2 separate regions of the Mus musculus genome follow, and region 1 is linked to region 2. Evidence: chromatin contacts called from public HiChIP or PLAC-seq data. All regions are on one chromosome and are shown on one strand. The core of a region is the stretch at or near the end of the contact, and the rest is flanking DNA. Distances in the headings are between cores, read along the strand shown.

Region 1 (2,789 bases), core at 260-2,759, 680 kb before region 2:
GAATTAAAGGGTGACTGTGAAGAGCACTTTAAAGGACGCCTGGCATACAGACAGTGCTTGGTGATATGTCATTGTCACTGTCACTAGTATGCCTCAGTGTAACCTCTGGTGCGTGTGTTTCAGAGTGGTTAGTGGCATACTCGAGACGGCCCAGCGTTCAGCTGCTGTCATCAGGTCCAGGTGATGCTGAGGTCTGATGCTTCCTCATTGCTTGTGCTATCCCTCAGGATCCCCCGTGTCCCCATACTAAGGACAGCTAGCTTGAATGCCTGTCTACTCACTGTTGCCAGGCTCAGTTAAGTCAAGGCAGCAACACCCAAGCCAGGCAGGGCCATAAGAGGTCATGTCTCAAAAACAGATAAAAGGAAAAAGAAGTAATGAGAAAGAGATGTGACACCTTGAAAAGGCCTGGCCCTGGGTACCCAGTGTCTCCACTCTGCCCTGGCTTGTCTCCTGTCTTTCTTCAGAGCCAGTTGCTTCTCTGCTCCACCCCTGGGTCTCTGTTTCACCCTCTATAAAATGGCAGCACTGTCCCTATGTCTGTCAGAGATGGGCATCACGGGCACACTGACCCTTGATGACTAAATCCTAGAGAAGTAGTATGCAACGGCCCAATGACTCACTAAGTCGCTGACTTTATGCTTCTGGGACTTGGGGGCAGAGATGTCAGATTCCCACATTTCTGCCCCTTTCTATGGCCTGGCCAAGGAATCACTGGAGACCAGCTGGGGCCTGCAGAGATCCCAGCCCATGGGCAGCGGCCCAGCCCAGCCCACCCCATGTCCCTGTTCTTTCTTGTGCTCAAGCGTGTCACGGATGTTACCCTGCATTTGTTGGTCATGGCGGTGGTCCAGGGGCCCCAGCCCTGCCTTTGACCAGCACCTCTGAAGAGGAGGTCAAGCCCCTCGAGCCTGCACAAATAGAAATTAGGAGGCAATTAGCTCCCCTGGGTGTGTGAATTTCCTTTGGAGGTTTCAGAGGCAGATCTTAGCCAAGCTCAGCATCGCTGAATGCAATAATGTTGTCCCCGGAGAGATTCCAGCAGGAGGTCGATGGCCTCCTGGTTCCAGGAAGTCAGAGGCAAGAAGAGTGCCAGGAATCAAGAGAGAAGGGAACCGGGCTGGTGGTAGCACCTGCTTCCCCCTCCTCCTTCCTCGACATGGCCTCCTCCTCCTGAGAGCTCCATAGGAGCCTGTGAGGTCACCTGTCAGCAGGGCTTAGATGGATTAGGGCCTGAAGTCAACAGAGTGAGCTGAGCGCTTGTTCTGGAAGGCAGCAGGGATCCAGGGAACGAGAGCCAAGATGAGGAGTCCTGGGGTCAAGAGCTGAGATGAGGGGTCCTGGGGTCAAACCCCTGGAGCTATTCTACGACCTCTGATTTGTCACTGGTTTTTTTTTTTTTTTTTGAGCCATGTCTGTTAAAAAGATAGACAGAGCGTGCTCTGGGTAGGCCATGGGGATACATCGAGGGCAAAATGGGCCAGGCAAGTTGACACACTGTGAAAATTGCAAAACCCCATGACCCATCAGCTGTCACCCTGATTGCCACAGCAGAAGTAGGAGAGTAGTTAAGAGTGTGCCCAGAGGAATCTGGCAATCTGGACTCAAATCTGGGTGTTCCCACTTCCTGGCTGTGTGTCCTTGGGGAGTCCTGCACCTTTCCTGAGTGGGTTTCCTCATCTGTCATGCAAATGCAATCTCAAAGAGTCACTTGGAGAACTAGGAAGGTTGATAGGCGAAGTGCTGAGAGCAGGGCCCAGTCCCACAGTCAGGCCGGTGGTGGTTGGCTGGGCCCTCCGTGTCAAAACTGGGCAGAGGGGCTGGAGAATCTGGCTTTACACACTCAGGAAAACAAAACAAAACAAAACAAAACAAAACAAAACCCTGCATCTTGTAGGAGAGGAGAGAAGAAGGCACAGTAGAAGAATGGGTCTGGGGCAAGAGTGGTTGAGACGTTTCCTCTTCCCTCCCCTCACCATGCCTAGATGTCCCACCAGATGCCAGAGCAACAAGATAGGGAGAAAAAACAATTCAGGCCAGAGTACCCCTCCCAGCGAGCCCCTAACCTTTCCAAGCCTCAGTTGTTCTCATCTGCAGAGTAGGGGTAGCCAGACTTCCTTTATGGGCTCTCATAGCAACAAATCCAACCCCCCAGTGTTTTCTTCCCTAACCGGGCAAGGTTTGGTACCAGATTTCAGTTCCCTGCTCTGTCTGCTACCTCCTGCAGAGAGCGGAGTGGCCCTTCACTGAGTGTGAGGGGCTTCCTGCCACGTTCTCCGATTACTGAGAGCAGAAATCTTTATGATTAGTGGATCAGTATTTTGTCTGCGTGTATGTCCGTGCACCACGGGTATGCTTGGTGCGGGTGGTTGCCAGAAGAGGACTTCAGATCCTCTGGAACCCGAGTTACAAATTCTGGCTGTTGTGAGCCTCCCTGTAGGTGCTGGGAATCAAACTGGGTCCTCTGGAAGATCATCCAGAGCTCTTGACCTCCGAGCCATCTCTCTCTCTCTCTCCAAGCATCCTTTATTTACGCTGGGGTGAGTCCATGCGAGATGCTTGAAACCACAATCCACCTGGCTGAGGTTTTTCAGAACTCACCAGCCAGTTCCAACCGGTTCCTGCTAAGCATGACAGGCCCCTGGGCGCCCTCTGCTGGCCGTGTCGTGCCCATGCGCCCCGTATCCTGTACTGACCTGCTCCTGCTCGTCCTCTTACAGAATAGTGCAGATGCTGCTGCCTGTGACCAGCCGCACGCGCGTGCGCCGTAGCGGCATCAGCCCGCTGCA
Region 2 (2,759 bases), core at 144-2,643:
TGAGAACATTTTTAGGAGGAAGGGTATTTTGTCAGGTCTTACCCAAGGTGGGCTTTTTTTTTTTTTTTTTTTTTTTGCCCAAGATGGAGACTAGATTCTGAAGTTAGTTCTGAAACAGCAAAAAACATCTGAACTAGAGGGTCTAAGTCCTACCTTTAGTTTTGGTCCTCTGACCCAGTTCGCTGACCACATGTAGGCAGAGACCCTGGTGCTTTCGTGGTTTGAGCGTTACGGTGTCTACTCTGCTTTTCTGTGTCCTGTGTTCTAGCCTTTGGTTGCAGAGCCTTGTGGGACAGTCATGGGGAACTCAGGCCCTCTTGTCCTCAGCAGAGTCCCCTGGGGGCCTCAAGGGAGCTGAATTAAAAGGCCTCACTGACTTGGCCCTGTGGCTTCCTGGCTGGCCACCTGGTCCAGCACTCAGTGGGACTATGGAGGCTGAGCATTAAAAACTAACTGGCAAAGCCTTGAGGTTTGACCAGAGAGGAACCTGGTCCCTCCCTGTTTACCTTTGGGTAGAGATGCTATGCTGTCTGTGCATGACTAGCGAGGCCATGATGCCTGGCGGGCTTCCGTTGGACTTGGACTGTGAGCCTCTGGACGGTCAGCTTAGGCAAAGGTTCTAGGTGTGGGCTGTGAATTTAGGGCTCTGAAGTTAGGTAGATCTCACCAGGGTGGGTCTTTAAATGCTCCTGCCCTGGCCTAATGTGGGTGGATCTGGGGTTGGACTCTGGGTGCCAGTGTCAAGAGTCAACTGCTGAGGCTTCATGCTTAGCGGGGCTCTCTCCTGGCTGGACTGAGGACAGAGGCCGCACCCCTCTTCACACTCTGCAGAGCTGGCGTGCCTTAGGCAGCTCCTCCCCTCCTCTTCCTCCTTCCCTTTTCCTCCAGGATCTACAGCCCCCAGATGGTGGCTCAGTCACTTAATACTGTGAATGACCCCAGGTGGCTCTGGGTCCAGTGTTTGCAGGGCCCTATGACTCCAGCCCCAGAGTCTGTCCGATGTCAGTCCTTCTGCAGGCACTCAGCTTTGATGGCCAGGGTTTTGAGTTTTTATGCTGGCTTTCTCAGTAATTACCAACCTTACTTAGTCACTGCCCCCTTCCTTTTGGCTGGGCCTCAGCTTCCCCTTTCTGTGCAGAAGGGGTTGGACTATGACAGACTGGAAACTCAGATGGAGTCCTACCAAACGTTTTTTACATTTTTCTTTAAATTCATTGCCAGCAGGTGAACAAGTTGCTCTGTTCTTGCCCTTGCCAACTTCCTGGCCATGTCTGCTGTGGCCATTTCAAGTTGGTGTTCTCTGGGTCTTTTGAGGCTCCCCTGGAGCCTCTGGCTCTGACTTCCAGAGAGGCAGCAGAAGAGGGAAGTGGGGGCTGATTACTCCCCACAGTGCCTGTAGCTGAGGATCTGGGATTGACAGAGGCGGCTTTTCATTTGACGGATACTTGGGTGTGGGCATGAGTATGGGTTAGCAGACTTGGCGGCTAGAAATACCTAAGGAGCAGAGCTGCAACCAGGATGGTAGTAGCAAGGTGCATGTTGGGGCCACTGAGAGAGGAAGAAGAACTAGCAAGCAATGCAACAAGAACTTTGATCAAGTTCCCTGCAGGGCTCAGTCATGACACCAGCTCTCTGCTGTGGGGTCAAGAGAGGCTGTGGCTTAGGGTGCCCCCTGGAACTTCTTCTGCACACTTCTGTGGCTTGGACCCCGCTTCATCAGCCCTTCAGCCCTGTGGTTCGTTGGTCACAGATGGCAGATTTCCATTGAGCCCCAGATGGGACTTACCGCCTACTGCTTAGTTGAGGCTGCCCAGGTGTGGGCACACACACAGTCCATGTGTGGGCACATCCTTCTGGTGCCCTTTGTTCATCTGGGAGGGGGCATTTTGCACCCAGATATCATTCCCTGTGTGCCAGATGTACATGGATTTCCTATTGAAAGTTGCCCCTAAATGAGAAAGTGGTCAGTGGAATGACTGTGTGGGTGTTGGGAGTTTTAGAGTAGTCAGAAGAGTAAGCACAGACCCTTTTTGTGCATACTGGGGTAGATTTGCAACCTTGCACCCCAATTGTATGATCTACTGAGCCCCTGTTTCACGCACGCCTTTGTGTTCTTAATTCACCTGTGGCCCACTCGGTCATCCTAGGTCAATATTTAAGCTGATGCCAAGACGCTTCAGAAAGGTTTCCCTCAAAATGTAGGCTTCGGTGGGAAGCTAGCCATGGAATGCATGAGAGTTTGCACTTGAAGTCAAATCTGAGAGAGCACTGAAGTTCTGTTCCTCCCAGGGGAAAGGAGACCCTGCTGTGACCACCAGCTCCTGCCTCTGTTCCTGAGCCCCAGTGGGAGATGGAGAAGGCACCGGTCTGAGTTTGGATTTTTGCCTCCATGCTGTCAGGGCCCAGCTCGTCTTGTTTCTGTTCCTAGCCTTGTCTCTCTCTTGTCCTGTCCAGTGTGTGTGTGTGTGTGTGTGTGTGTGTGTGTGTGTGTGTGTGTGTGTGTTTTATATTAACTTCTTACAAAATGGTGAGACTGCACGACTGCACACAGGGGACCTGAAAATGAGCGTCCCTGTAGTATCAGGTCACCCGGGCATCTAGGTTGGAATTGCTTGGCTGGGAGGAAGAGGGCCTGTGTTTGTTACTAGCCACAGATGAACAGAAAGTGACTGGGAGTAGCAGAGTAGAAAAGGGTGTCTGTTTTTTGTTGCCTGTGTTTGAAGCTTGGGTTGTTACTGTGAGATCCAGGACAAGTATTT

Evidence for each region. HiChIP or PLAC-seq counts read pairs in DNA pulled down with a chosen protein or histone mark.
Region 1: a contact with region 2 is called in an H3K27ac HiChIP or PLAC-seq map of microglia, with 7 times the contacts expected there. The contact joins two enhancer-like sites. A contact is called at or near these places in 1 of 39 promoter capture datasets (cranial neural crest) and 2 of 115 datasets of contacts at active chromatin or transcription factors (microglia and regulatory T cell precursor).

Annotation. Positions count from the first base shown.
Region 1 is chr12:103,325,546-103,328,334 of GRCm38.p6, reverse strand. Asb2 (ankyrin repeat and SOCS box-containing 2) reads left to right here. Exons shown (of 10, transcript NM_023049.1): 8 at 2,721-2,789. Among named protein-coding and RNA genes, the nearest start is that of Gm15523, 9.9 kb to the left of the region's middle. Within about 2 kb of position 1,509, at least 58 of the 459 cell types and tissues checked have an H3K27ac peak or open chromatin away from gene starts, as enhancers often do. A contact at or near this core is called in microglia, where this site is marked.
Region 2 is chr12:102,645,070-102,647,828 of GRCm38.p6, reverse strand. All of the region lies in intron 2 of Itpk1 (inositol 1,3,4-triphosphate 5/6 kinase), which reads left to right. Among named protein-coding and RNA genes, the nearest start is that of Mir1936, 39 kb to the left of the region's middle. Within about 2 kb of position 1,393, at least 124 of the 459 cell types and tissues checked have an H3K27ac peak or open chromatin away from gene starts, as enhancers often do. A contact at or near this core is called in microglia, where this site is marked.